Regions from separate parts of the Mus musculus genome. Here region 1 is linked to region 2. Evidence: chromatin contacts called from public HiChIP or PLAC-seq data. All regions are on one chromosome and are shown on one strand. Each heading gives the region's core, a stretch centred on a gene start, on an enhancer-like site or on the middle of the called end of the contact. The rest is flanking DNA. Distances are from core to core; before and after follow the strand shown. Region 1 overlaps Adap1 (ArfGAP with dual PH domains 1). Region 2 has its middle 22 kb from the start of Gm30206.

Region 1 (5,150 bases), core at 339-2,838, 440 kb after region 2:
TGTACTCACATTGTGCGCGCGCGCGCGCACACACACACACACACACACACACACACACACACACACACGCAAGCAAACATGCCCAAGATGTTCGGACTCTATGTTCCCAGGGCTCAACCACTCCTTGCCCACTGCTCTGGCCACTTGGGCTCTGTCCTGAAGCTCCCTGGGTCTCTTCTGCACCCGTAAGTGGGGCCAAGAGCAGGCTTCAGTGTGTATAGGTTCGGATTCTGATTGGCCAGCATCTTACCACCTCACAGGGACCTGCCAGCTCCAGGTAAGACAGAGGGGCTGTGTGGATGACAGGGGCTGAGATCCATGTTTGTGAGTCCCATGCAACTGCAGGGCCTCCTTGGCATGTTTGGCCTGCACTCTACCTGCACCCTGGAAGTGTTGCTTTCCATCTTTAGGAACCTGGGATCCCAGGAGCATGTGGGCAGCAGGTGACCACTCAGCCCTTCTTGCTACTTCCCGGCTTGGCTCTGGGAACAGATCTATTCACCCTGTGTGTCTCCTTGGGAGGTCTTTTCTCTCTGAGAAGCCACACAGGAAGACTTCCCGAATCCAGTGATGGATGCTCTAGTTCTCTGCTCTAGTCCAGTTGGGGCTCCCTGACTTGAGGTGGGGTCAGGTAGGGTCTCCCTTCAGGAGAATACCTGATACCTTAGCCCTGGTGCAAGCTAACACCTCCCAGGTGCTGGTTTCCTTGGGACTCCATAGCATGTGTCCTCAGTATGCAATGCTCTGGCTTCAAGACTCCCTGGTGTTCTGGTCATACATAGGAACCCTTCAGTATGAGTGTCCCACATCCCTTCTTGTTTACTTCTTCGATTGCCCAATAACCAGCAGAACACAGCCTGGTGGGGAGAGGGTGCTGCGAGCCAGCTCCAGGCCATGGCTCCAGGAACTGGGGTTCTGAGCTGTGTCCCCATCTTGTACATAAGCAATTGGTCTCCTGAAGATACTGTTCACAGAGTCACACAACAGCCGCCAGGAAGCTCACTAGCTAGACCTCACGAGCTGTTCTCATGGACAAGGTGGCAGGGGACCGTCGCTGCCACCTCTCTCTGGGCTTCAGTTCTGCCATCTTCCAAAGGGTCAGGGCTGAAGTGAAGCTAAAGGAGTCAAGACAGTTCCTGGGGTCCAGCAAGGCCACCAGACCTCCCTACTGCACTCAGACTGTCTGGGACATGGGGCTCAGAAGAAGCCTGGTACTTGTGAACAGCCTGGCTGATCTTACAAGTGACTCTCATAGGAGCCTGTCACATGGGCAGATCCAAGGCCACTATAGAACCCTTGGAGGCTTGACAGGAAGACAGGAAATGGGGTTATCTGCATCTAGGAGTGCCCTACCTAGCTTCCACCGTCATCTCATCGTTTCAAAGGACCTAACCCTCTTGCCGAGCCAGCCACCCCAGGGTGCCTCACCCTGGCCATCCCATGATTTAACAGTCCCCCAAACACTGTTGTGCTGAGCACCCTGCCTTAGCACACAAGAAAAACCGAAGTCAGGCAGAGCTGTGCCGCTCAGGGAGGAAGGAAAAGGGGTTGTACCAAGTGGAGACATCCCGGTGCTGTTGCTTTCTTGACCTTTGACCTAAATGTCACTATGCAAATAGGGAGAGAGGCTCCCAGAGGGACCCAGGCAGGACCCAGTCTGTTAGAGGAGGTGGTGGCCTGGTCCTGGGCAACAAAGGCCATTGTCTGCATGCCCTGACGCCCACCCTCCCCTGTGAATGGCAGCCATTGAGGCTTGGGTGGAGGCAGGACAGTCTGGGGCAGGAGCCAGGGCAGCTGTCACCCAGTCCCTTGCTGAGCAGTGGTGGGGAGGGGCAGATACAAAGCAAGGTGCACTCAGGTATGAGGGCACACCCAACACCCTGACATCTCCGCGTCAGAGGGGAACTTTAGACACTCCAGCCAACTGTGACCTAGGCTGAGGAATGACACACAGCAGAGAGTGTGGCAGGGCCCTATGGTCACAGGGCTCCATGCACTGCTCATTCCTGCTGAGGGACAAGCATCTCTGTAAGCCAGGACATGCCCTCACAGAGGCAGCCCAGGCACAGGAAAGGATGGCCGGGATATAGGGGGGTCTTGACCCAGCAGCCTCTGTCTCTGGCAGGCCAGGAAATGTGACAGGGGCTGTAAGTGAGCCACTGGCACCTGTCTCGTCTGGAACTCCAGGGGCTACTTCCCTCCTGTAGCCCTGGATGACACTGTCTGAGAGAGACTTCTCCAAAGCCCAGTTCCAGGGAGCGTGTGCTCAAGGCCCCAGGTCTGACTCGCTCAGCCACTGTCCATGTCGAGAGAGAATAGGCAGCCATCCAGGTGGCTCCTCAGTCCTAGGAGTGTCGTCCTGTAATAGGCAGGCCTCTGCACCAGGCCTGGACAAGAGACAGACCTGATGTCAGTGGACACCTTAGCGCCAGAGACTCTGCTAACCAGTCTCCAGAGCAATGCTTCTGTGAAACTTCCTTAGACTGAAAAGAATTTTGAAAATAAACAAAGATAGGCTCCGCTGTGGGTGAGCAGCACAATGCTCTGGGCCAGAAGCCTAGCATAGAAGGCCACTCATCACGTCCAAGCTGGTGAACAGCGGGGAAAGAGAAAACCAGACGGCGGTGGCTGCTGGCATGCTGGCTCACAGGGACAGGGTCTCAGCGCTGGAATAAATCTGGAATAAGCCTGGGATTGTGTAATAGGGAGTGCACTGGGGAGGGCAGGGCCATGACAAGGGTACTTCCCCACACAGAGACTTCACATGGATGACCCCTTGGCCTCCGTGTCCCTCAATGCGGGGGAGGGGTGTGGGCTGGATGTTCCCAGAGATGTCCCCATGGCTCCTTGGGCATTGTGGAGGGAACTGTAGTCACTGTCCCTGCTCATTTTGAGTCCTGACATGCAGTTGAGGATGTCCCTTGGTCTCTAGCTTGACTGTCACACTGTTGTTCGTCTCTCTCAGCCCCAACACTCCTGACTTCTTCCAGATAGTTTTGAAACCCTAAGGGGAAACAGATGCAAACTCCTCCATCTAGGGCCCCTGCTGAGCTATGAAGAAGGCAGAGACCCCAAGCAGCTAACATGGGACTCCTGTCCTGAGCTGGCTCCCTCAGCCTTCAGCCCTGATGACTCTTCGTCCCCAATGACCATGCAGGGCATCTTGTCTGCGCCTGCTCACAGGCATGTAAGGAGACAGACCCTTGGAACCCACAGTTCCGGTTCGTTCTGGGCAAGCATGGGGCCACTCCTCTGAAGAGTCCCGGCCTCACCTCTTTTGAGGCCCCACATTTCCCCTTTCTCCATCTGAGGGGACTTCTGCATTTCCCAGATAGGCAGTGGGGAGTGTCTATGCCCAGAGTGAGAAAGTACTGTTTGGTAAGAGGAGGGGGCAGAAGTGCTGGACTAGTGGGGGTGGGGCACTTTGCATAGAATCCCCCAGGGAGGAGCTGGGGGTGTGGCTCAGTGGTAGAGCCCCTGCCTAGAATCCCCCAGTGAGGGGCTGGGGCATGGCTCAGTGGTAGAGCCCCTGCCTAGAATCCCCCAGTGAGGGGCAGGGGGCGTGGCTCAGTGGTAGAGCCCCTGCCTAGAATCCCCCAGTGAGGGGCAGGGGGCGTGGCTCGGTGGTAGAGCACCTGCCTAGAATCCCCCAGTGAGGGCCTGGGGCGTGGCTCAGTGGTAGAGTCCCTGCCTAGAATCCCCCAGTGAGGGGCTGGGGCGTGGCTCAGTGGTAGAGTCCCTGCCTAGAATCCCCCAGTGAGGGCCTGGGGCGTGGCTCAGAGGTAGAGCCCCCGCCTAGAATCCACCAGTGAGGGGCTGGGGGTGTGATTCAGGATTTATCTAGCATTCATGGTTCCAGTCCAAGCCCTGAGAAGGAGAGGAGGGAGAGGCAAAAGAAAGAAAAGAGGGAAATAAGGCTGATCAGAGCCACCCTGGGGTCCCATTGCCCTATGGGAAGTATGAGAGTTGGTGCAAAGAGGAAGAGGCCACAATAAGAGCAGGTTGGATGTGATAAAGGCCTTTGGGGACCCGAGCAATGAACAGTTCCAGGTCCTCCAGTTCCCTAGGGGCTTCCAGTGGCTTTCTTACTGCCTTGCCCGGTCCTTGAGTGTGGAGACTGTGGCTTTGAGCCTCACTCTTCTGGACACAACCCTGAGGCGACATGGGCTAAGAGGGTGGGTGGAGGCAGGGTAGATCCAGATTGTGTCCCCCACACACTAACTTCTGCCGAAGCCGCTCACAGTGCAAAGCTCTTTAAAGAAAGGGAACAAGCCTGAAAGGCCGTGCCAATAACCCCAGCTTTTCAAAACCCAGAACCCTCCTTCCAAAAAAGTGAATACATGGGGGTTGGGGGGGGGTTGCTGAATAGCTGGGATCCTGTCCCCTGGAGGGGTCCTATCTATGAGCCCTTCTGTAGTGTTGCTGGGAGTATGGGGCACAAGAAAATGGAGAAGTCCAAGTTGGGGCTCTCCTCAAACCCCATTTAGATGTTAGTGTTCAGCCCCAGGCAAAGGATACCAGCAGAAACCACAGTGTCATCATAATGCCACCTCCTGCCACTCCATAGTTATGGTGACGGCCCTCTAGCATTGTAGCTCAGAGTGCATGCCTGAGGAAGCTGTAGACACGGGACTCCCAACAGAAGAACTGCAGACACTTTTCCTTGGTCTCTTCTGCCCATACCTCTTCCTTCTGCTCCATGGTCCCTTAGGCTCCTCACTGCTGAATTCTGCCTCCCCACGCTGCCATGGTAACAGACTCATCCGGAGCAACCCACACCTCCAACCCGTTGCCCAGGTGGCAGCCAAGGATGCCCTACCCCATTCATGCTCAGCTGGGCAGCTGAGAGGAGGGCTGCACACAGTAGCTGGCCTCACAGCTGAACTACATGTTGCCCAGCCAGGTCTAAAGTAAAGAGAGCCATGGCTTAACTGTGTCTATAGAGCCCAGTGTGACCAGCTGGCTTGTGGCCCTCTGAGGGATGCCCTGAGAACTTCCAGGAGACTGCACTACTGCCATGTTATAGCGCTTGCTTTTCTTTTTTTTTTTTTTTTTTTTTTTTTTTGGTTTTTCGAGACAGGGTTTCTCTGTATAGCCCTGGCTGTCCTGGAACTCACTTTGTAGACCAGGCTGGCCTCGAACTCAGAGAT
Region 2 (5,394 bases), core at 583-3,082:
TGACCGACAAGTTCATGAGGACTTTCCAGGATGCTGGTTACTAGAAAATACAAATCAAAGCCAGCAAGAGACACTACCTCACATTCTCTAGGGACAAGAGACAACTGGGTCAGGGAGACAGCGTAGTGGGTGAAGGCACTTGCTACCAAGGCTGACAATGAGTTCGATCCCTGGGAACAGCGTGATGGAAAGAATGGACTTCTACAAGTTGTCTCCTATGAGCATGCCCTGCTCTCCCACAACAGAAACAAATGGGCAAAACAGGGCTGGTGAGGGTGTGGTCAAATTGAGAGCATCCTACCCTGTTGATGGGTATGCATTGAAATCACTGCCTTGAAAAACATGTTTGCATTTTCTGAAAAAGCTAACCTAAATTCTCTGATAACTTAGCCGCTCGGGGTGTACCCAACGAATTGGAAACATGAGCTGTCCAGATGGCACAGGGACTTGAATTTGAATACCCAAAACTCATGTAGAATCTGGATACTGTGACACATACTTATAATCACTGCTCAGCAGGATGGGAGATGGAGGCAGGAGACTACACAGAAGCTTGAAGGATAGCTAGTGTGGCCTACTTGGTGAAGTTCAAGGCCAGTGAGAGACTCAGTCTTGAACAAAAGGTGGAAGATATCCTGAGGATACCCCAGTCTGTACTCTGATTTCCAAATACGAGCCCCGTATATACAATTCCCCCCATTCATACTCTCACACACTCGCTAGGCATTTTTTGTTGTTGGTTTAAAGATTTGCTTCTTTATTATATATAAGTACACTGTAGCTGTCTTCTGACACACCAGAAGAGGACATCAGATCTCATTACCTATGGCTGTGAGCCACCATGTGGTTGCTGGGATTTGAACTCAGGACCTCTGGAAGAGCAGTCAGTGCTCTTAACCACTGAGCCATCTCTCCAGCCCCCACTTGCTAGGAATTAAAACTAGGAGCTTCCCCATGAATGTTCAGAGCAGCATCGTAAGAGTTCAAATGTAGGGACCACTCAGCACCCATCGACAGATGACAGGATACGAAAATGGCACACCACGCCACACTTTGGACTGCCACTCCTTCACAAGACAGAAATGTTCCATGGGCCTTGAGGACATTCGGTGGGTACAAAAGTCCACACACTGGGTAGGCTATATATGTGATGTAGCCAGAGAGCTAAAAGCCATAGGCTCAGTGGCCATCAGGAGCTGGGTAACTGCTAAAAGGTACATGGTTTCCTGTGTATGCATGTGTATGCACGTGTGTGTTTGTGTGAGTGCGTGTGCGCGTGCGTGCGTGTGCGCGTGCGCGAGCATGTGTGTGGTCAGGATACTGACCACCTTAGTTTTTGAGACAGGGTCTTTCACTGAATTTAGAGCTCACTGATTGAGCTGAGCTGGCTGGCTGCACAGAGCAGCTCCACATCTTCCTTCCTCTGCTTCCCTGAGCTGGGATCCCAAGCATGTGCCACCATGCAAGCCTTTACACATATCCTGGGACCTGAACTCAGGTCCTTGTGTTTATGCAGGATGCTTTTCTGACTGGGCTACCTGCTTAGCCCCTTAGTTTCTTTGGGGGAGAGAAGCTGTGTGAATGTTGTGGGAATGGCTGTGTAGCACCATCAATACACCGAACACCGTGGGACTGTATGCTTTGAAATTGGTGAGCGTCCATCAAGGGAGTTGCATCTGAATACTGAAACTGCGCACACCCGACACTTGTGCTGTGTGACCTGAGATGAAGTCACTGCTGTTGCCCTTGGCTGCTGCCAAAACAGCAACCCTGTCACCTCCCAGCCAGCTTCCTTGTGCCTTGAACAGGGGCAATAAAGCCTTACTCACACAGCTGGTAGCGTGCCACCAGAGCAGATAAGGGCCGCCTTGCCCTGGGTTTTTATGCTCAGTAACTGAGATAATGTGAAGAATGTAACACCAAGCTCAAAAACAGGGCCATTTAAACAGCGTCCTGGCCGGGATCCCATCACACCTGTGGGTGATTCCAGCTCAAACCTGGCAGTTGGCCCTGAGCCTCATTGGCTCCCACTCCCTGCAAATCCCCAGCCTTTATGGTGAACTCTAAAGCCACTTCCAGCTTCTCCTGAGCCTTTCACCCCAGAGTGCATCAAGGCCATGCACCTGTTACGTGTTCCCCCCTCCCACCAACCTTCTTGCTGCCAGGGGACCTTTGAACTTGGTCATGCCCCATGCCTTCCCCTTAATAAAAATTTCTCACCAGGTGCTTAAAATAAAAGCCCATTTCTGCAGCTCTTCCCCTCTAGGTCCCGGGCGTTCACCTCTTCTCTCTCCTTCTCTCTGTTCTATGCCAAGGCTGAGGGTTCCGACTCCAGGGCCTTGATGTTGCCTGATCTTCAAGTCACCCAACATGCAGGGCAGCAAAGGCATCTTGTGTCTTCTCACTTAATTTTTAACTGATTAACTTTTTAAAAGACGGGGTCTCACTATATAGCTCTGTCTGGCCTAGAACTTGCTATACAGACCAGTTTAGCCTCACAGAAATTTGTATTCCTGCCCCCCTCTCCCCAGATACTGATCTGCTTTTTGTCTTTGTTTTGATTGTTTGTTTTGTTTTGTTTGAGATTGGCTCATATGTAGCCCAGGATGCCTTCAAACTTGCTAAGTAGCTGGAGATAGCCTTGAGCTTCTTGCCTTGAGCTTCTTATTCTCCTGTTTCCACAATCCCAGTGCTCAGACTCCAGGCTCCGGGGCCTCCTGCATGCTAAGTAAGATACATTACCAACTGAGCTACAACACCAACCTCTGTTTGTTATTTGTTTGTTTGTTTGTTTGTTTGTTATTTTTCTTAAGACTGGGTCACACTATGTAGCTCAGGCTGGCCTGAAACTCCCCATCCTCCTTTCTCGGAGGATCACAGAAGAGCATCCCAAGTCCCACACCCTGTAATTTCTTTTGAACTATACTTCCCAGTGAGGAAGCGCTGTGGCCTTAAATCATAGGATTCGAGCGAGGGCATTCATTACTGCACACTTTCTGCACTGGCTTCCTCCCCAGGAGAATGCAACTCCACCCACAAGCAGGCCTCCATCCTTTACAGCTCTCAGCGGAACTGATGCGCTCCATGGGGGGCCAGACCACCGAAAAAGTCACTAAGGCCACGGCCACGGACAGAGGAGGAGGCGTGGGGACTCACTTTCCCCCATTGCTATCAAGGGGTTGGAACCTCCAGGTGCAGCGCTGCTTCTGCCAATTTGCGGTGTGCCCAGTTAAAAAGCACTGTTCATGAGTGGATGTCAGGCCCAGTACCAGCAGGACTTTAGGGGTGCCAATATCCTCCTCAAAATACACACACACACACACACACACACACACACACACACACACACACACACACACACACACACACTTAACACATGTAACCCCACCCCAGGGACTCCTCGTGCAACAGCCAGGAGCATGCGCACATCTGCAACGCCAAAGTCCAGTAGAAAGGGTGCGTGGCAGACAATGGACACCAGGTGGCAGCAGAGGGCTACCCATAAACCAGGCCCAGGCAGCTCCAGCTGCAATGGCAAGGCCACTCTTACAAAACAAGCCCCTTGGGACATACATCCTAAGCCACCCGCCCGATCTGGGGTCAGTAAGGATGAGATGATAGTGGAGGGGAGGGGGAGGAGGAATGGCTCTTCACACCAGGGTGGACCCACAAGCCCGCCTGCTTTACTCATAAGGCCTCTTTCAGCAAGCCTGGGAGTTAGGGCAAACAAACAGTCTTGTGGGAACACAGGTAGTGGAGATCCGGAAGGAACATGGCAGATAGCCTTTGAGTGGGATGAGATAGCCTCTCATGAAACGCCAATAGGGTCAAAGCTTGTAATATCCACCCGAGTTTCCAACCTGAAAGTGTGGCTACTGTAGGCAAAGTGAGTATTCACCGTAAAGTTAGCGCCCCTTGACACTTGGCCTAGGAACTCTGACCCCAAGGCCAGATGACCTCCCAAAGACCTTATGGACACTGACACATAACCCACTGGGTTCTGGCCCAGGAAGGAGAGTTTGATCTGTTCCATTCTCACACAGAGAATCACAGTGGGATCCATGGTCAGGTGTATCTTTGACCTTGCAAAGTTTCTAAAGACCTCATCCCATAACTTCCCTTGCTTTCTAGAAGGGCTTGCCCAGGGGAGTATGGAGGCTGTGAATGGCAGGCTCAGACCCTTGCCGCCAGCTTCTTTACCTCTCTTTATTTACCCTTACATCTTATTGTGCCTCTCTGAAGCTCACTTAGGGTCTCTGACCCAGGTTGGAGCTCAGAGCAGCCTCTGGACTCACTCTCTGCTTGCCTTGAGGCACTCCCTACTAACTGGGACCTGAGGGCCTGGGAGAGAGCGAAGGGTCCCTGAGTCCCTGCCTCTCCTGCTGATGTAGTGCACTACGGCATCTCTAAGAGAGCCACAGGGTTTGGAAAAGCAGAACGGATCTGTCCCTAGACTTGTGGTTCTCAACCTTCCTAACGTTGCAACCCTTTAGTACAGTACCTCATGTTGTGGTGACCCTCCAACCATAAAATTATTGTTGTTGCTATTTAATAACTGCAGCTTTGCTGCTGTTATGAATCTCAGTGGAAATATTCGTGCTTTTTGATGATCTGACCCTTGTTCAACCCCCAGAGGGGTTGTAACCCATAGGATGAGACACACGGCCCTAGAGTAAACCAGGTCCCTCTGAGGGAAGCCACTTCCATGCTGTCTGATGCTAACACGCAAATGTACTCTGACACTGAATGTAGAATTTCCTTGAAAACAGAAATACTGAAGGAACTTTGAACCCGAGAAGAGCTGCTTCAGGTCACGTCCACAGATGAGTGGAGGGGGAGGGGAGAAAGGGACAACACTTAAAGTGATGCCAACGGAGAGGCTGAGAGGTACCGTGGAAAGCCATCCACAGCCACTCACACTGTAGTGAGAATGATTTAGCCTGAAGCCGGATATGGGAGATGATCGTGAAGTCTGTGTGAGCAGCTGAGTAGTGAGTCGCCAGAAGGCAGCCGCTCGCTCGCTCGCTCGCTCACTCGGGCTGTCTAGAACAGCACGGCAGGGCCAGAACACCTGCAAGCCCTTCCTTGGCATCCTGCCAGGCTCCCCAGCCACTACTCCAGAGCTTGGACCCACCTAAGGACCAGGTGAGTGATAAAAAGGAAGCGGCATGCGACTGACATTCAGAGGTTTTGTTGAACTTAGTGGGGCAATGAGGAAGCCAGTAAATCCTCTGACCGCCAGCAGAGGAGGAGGAGGCAGGGATGCCCTGTTGAGCTTAGGTGTGATGTGACCTTCTGTCCCCAGATGACAGTCAGCGGGGTTCCACCAGAGACGATTCATACATGCTCCTAAGAACATGAATCATTCTGGTGGCATTGACTTTCTGTAAATGG

Evidence for each region. HiChIP or PLAC-seq counts read pairs in DNA pulled down with a chosen protein or histone mark.
Region 1: a contact with region 2 is called in an HNF4G HiChIP or PLAC-seq map of pancreatic cancer cells. The contact joins two enhancer-like sites. A contact is called at or near these places in 4 of 15 datasets of contacts at CTCF or cohesin (embryonic stem cells, large pre-B cells, pro-B cells and 1 more), 31 of 484 Hi-C or Micro-C datasets (the 63-12 cell line, B cells, the Ba/F3 cell line and 16 more), 2 of 115 datasets of contacts at active chromatin or transcription factors (astrocytes and pancreatic cancer cells) and 1 of 9 other capture datasets (embryonic stem cells).

Annotation. Positions count from the first base shown.
Region 1 is chr5:139,284,008-139,289,157 of GRCm38.p6, forward strand. The region is part of intron 4 of Adap1 (ArfGAP with dual PH domains 1); the gene reads right to left. Among named protein-coding and RNA genes, the nearest start is that of Get4, 34 kb to the left of the region's middle. Within about 2 kb of position 1,589, at least 73 of the 459 cell types and tissues checked have an H3K27ac peak or open chromatin away from gene starts, as enhancers often do. A contact at or near this core is called in pancreatic cancer cells, where this site is marked.
Region 2 is chr5:138,844,794-138,850,187 of GRCm38.p6, forward strand. No RefSeq gene overlaps it. Among named protein-coding and RNA genes, the nearest start is that of Gm30206, 22 kb to the left of the region's middle. Within about 2 kb of position 1,833, at least 22 of the 459 cell types and tissues checked have an H3K27ac peak or open chromatin away from gene starts, as enhancers often do. A contact at or near this core is called in pancreatic cancer cells, where this site is marked.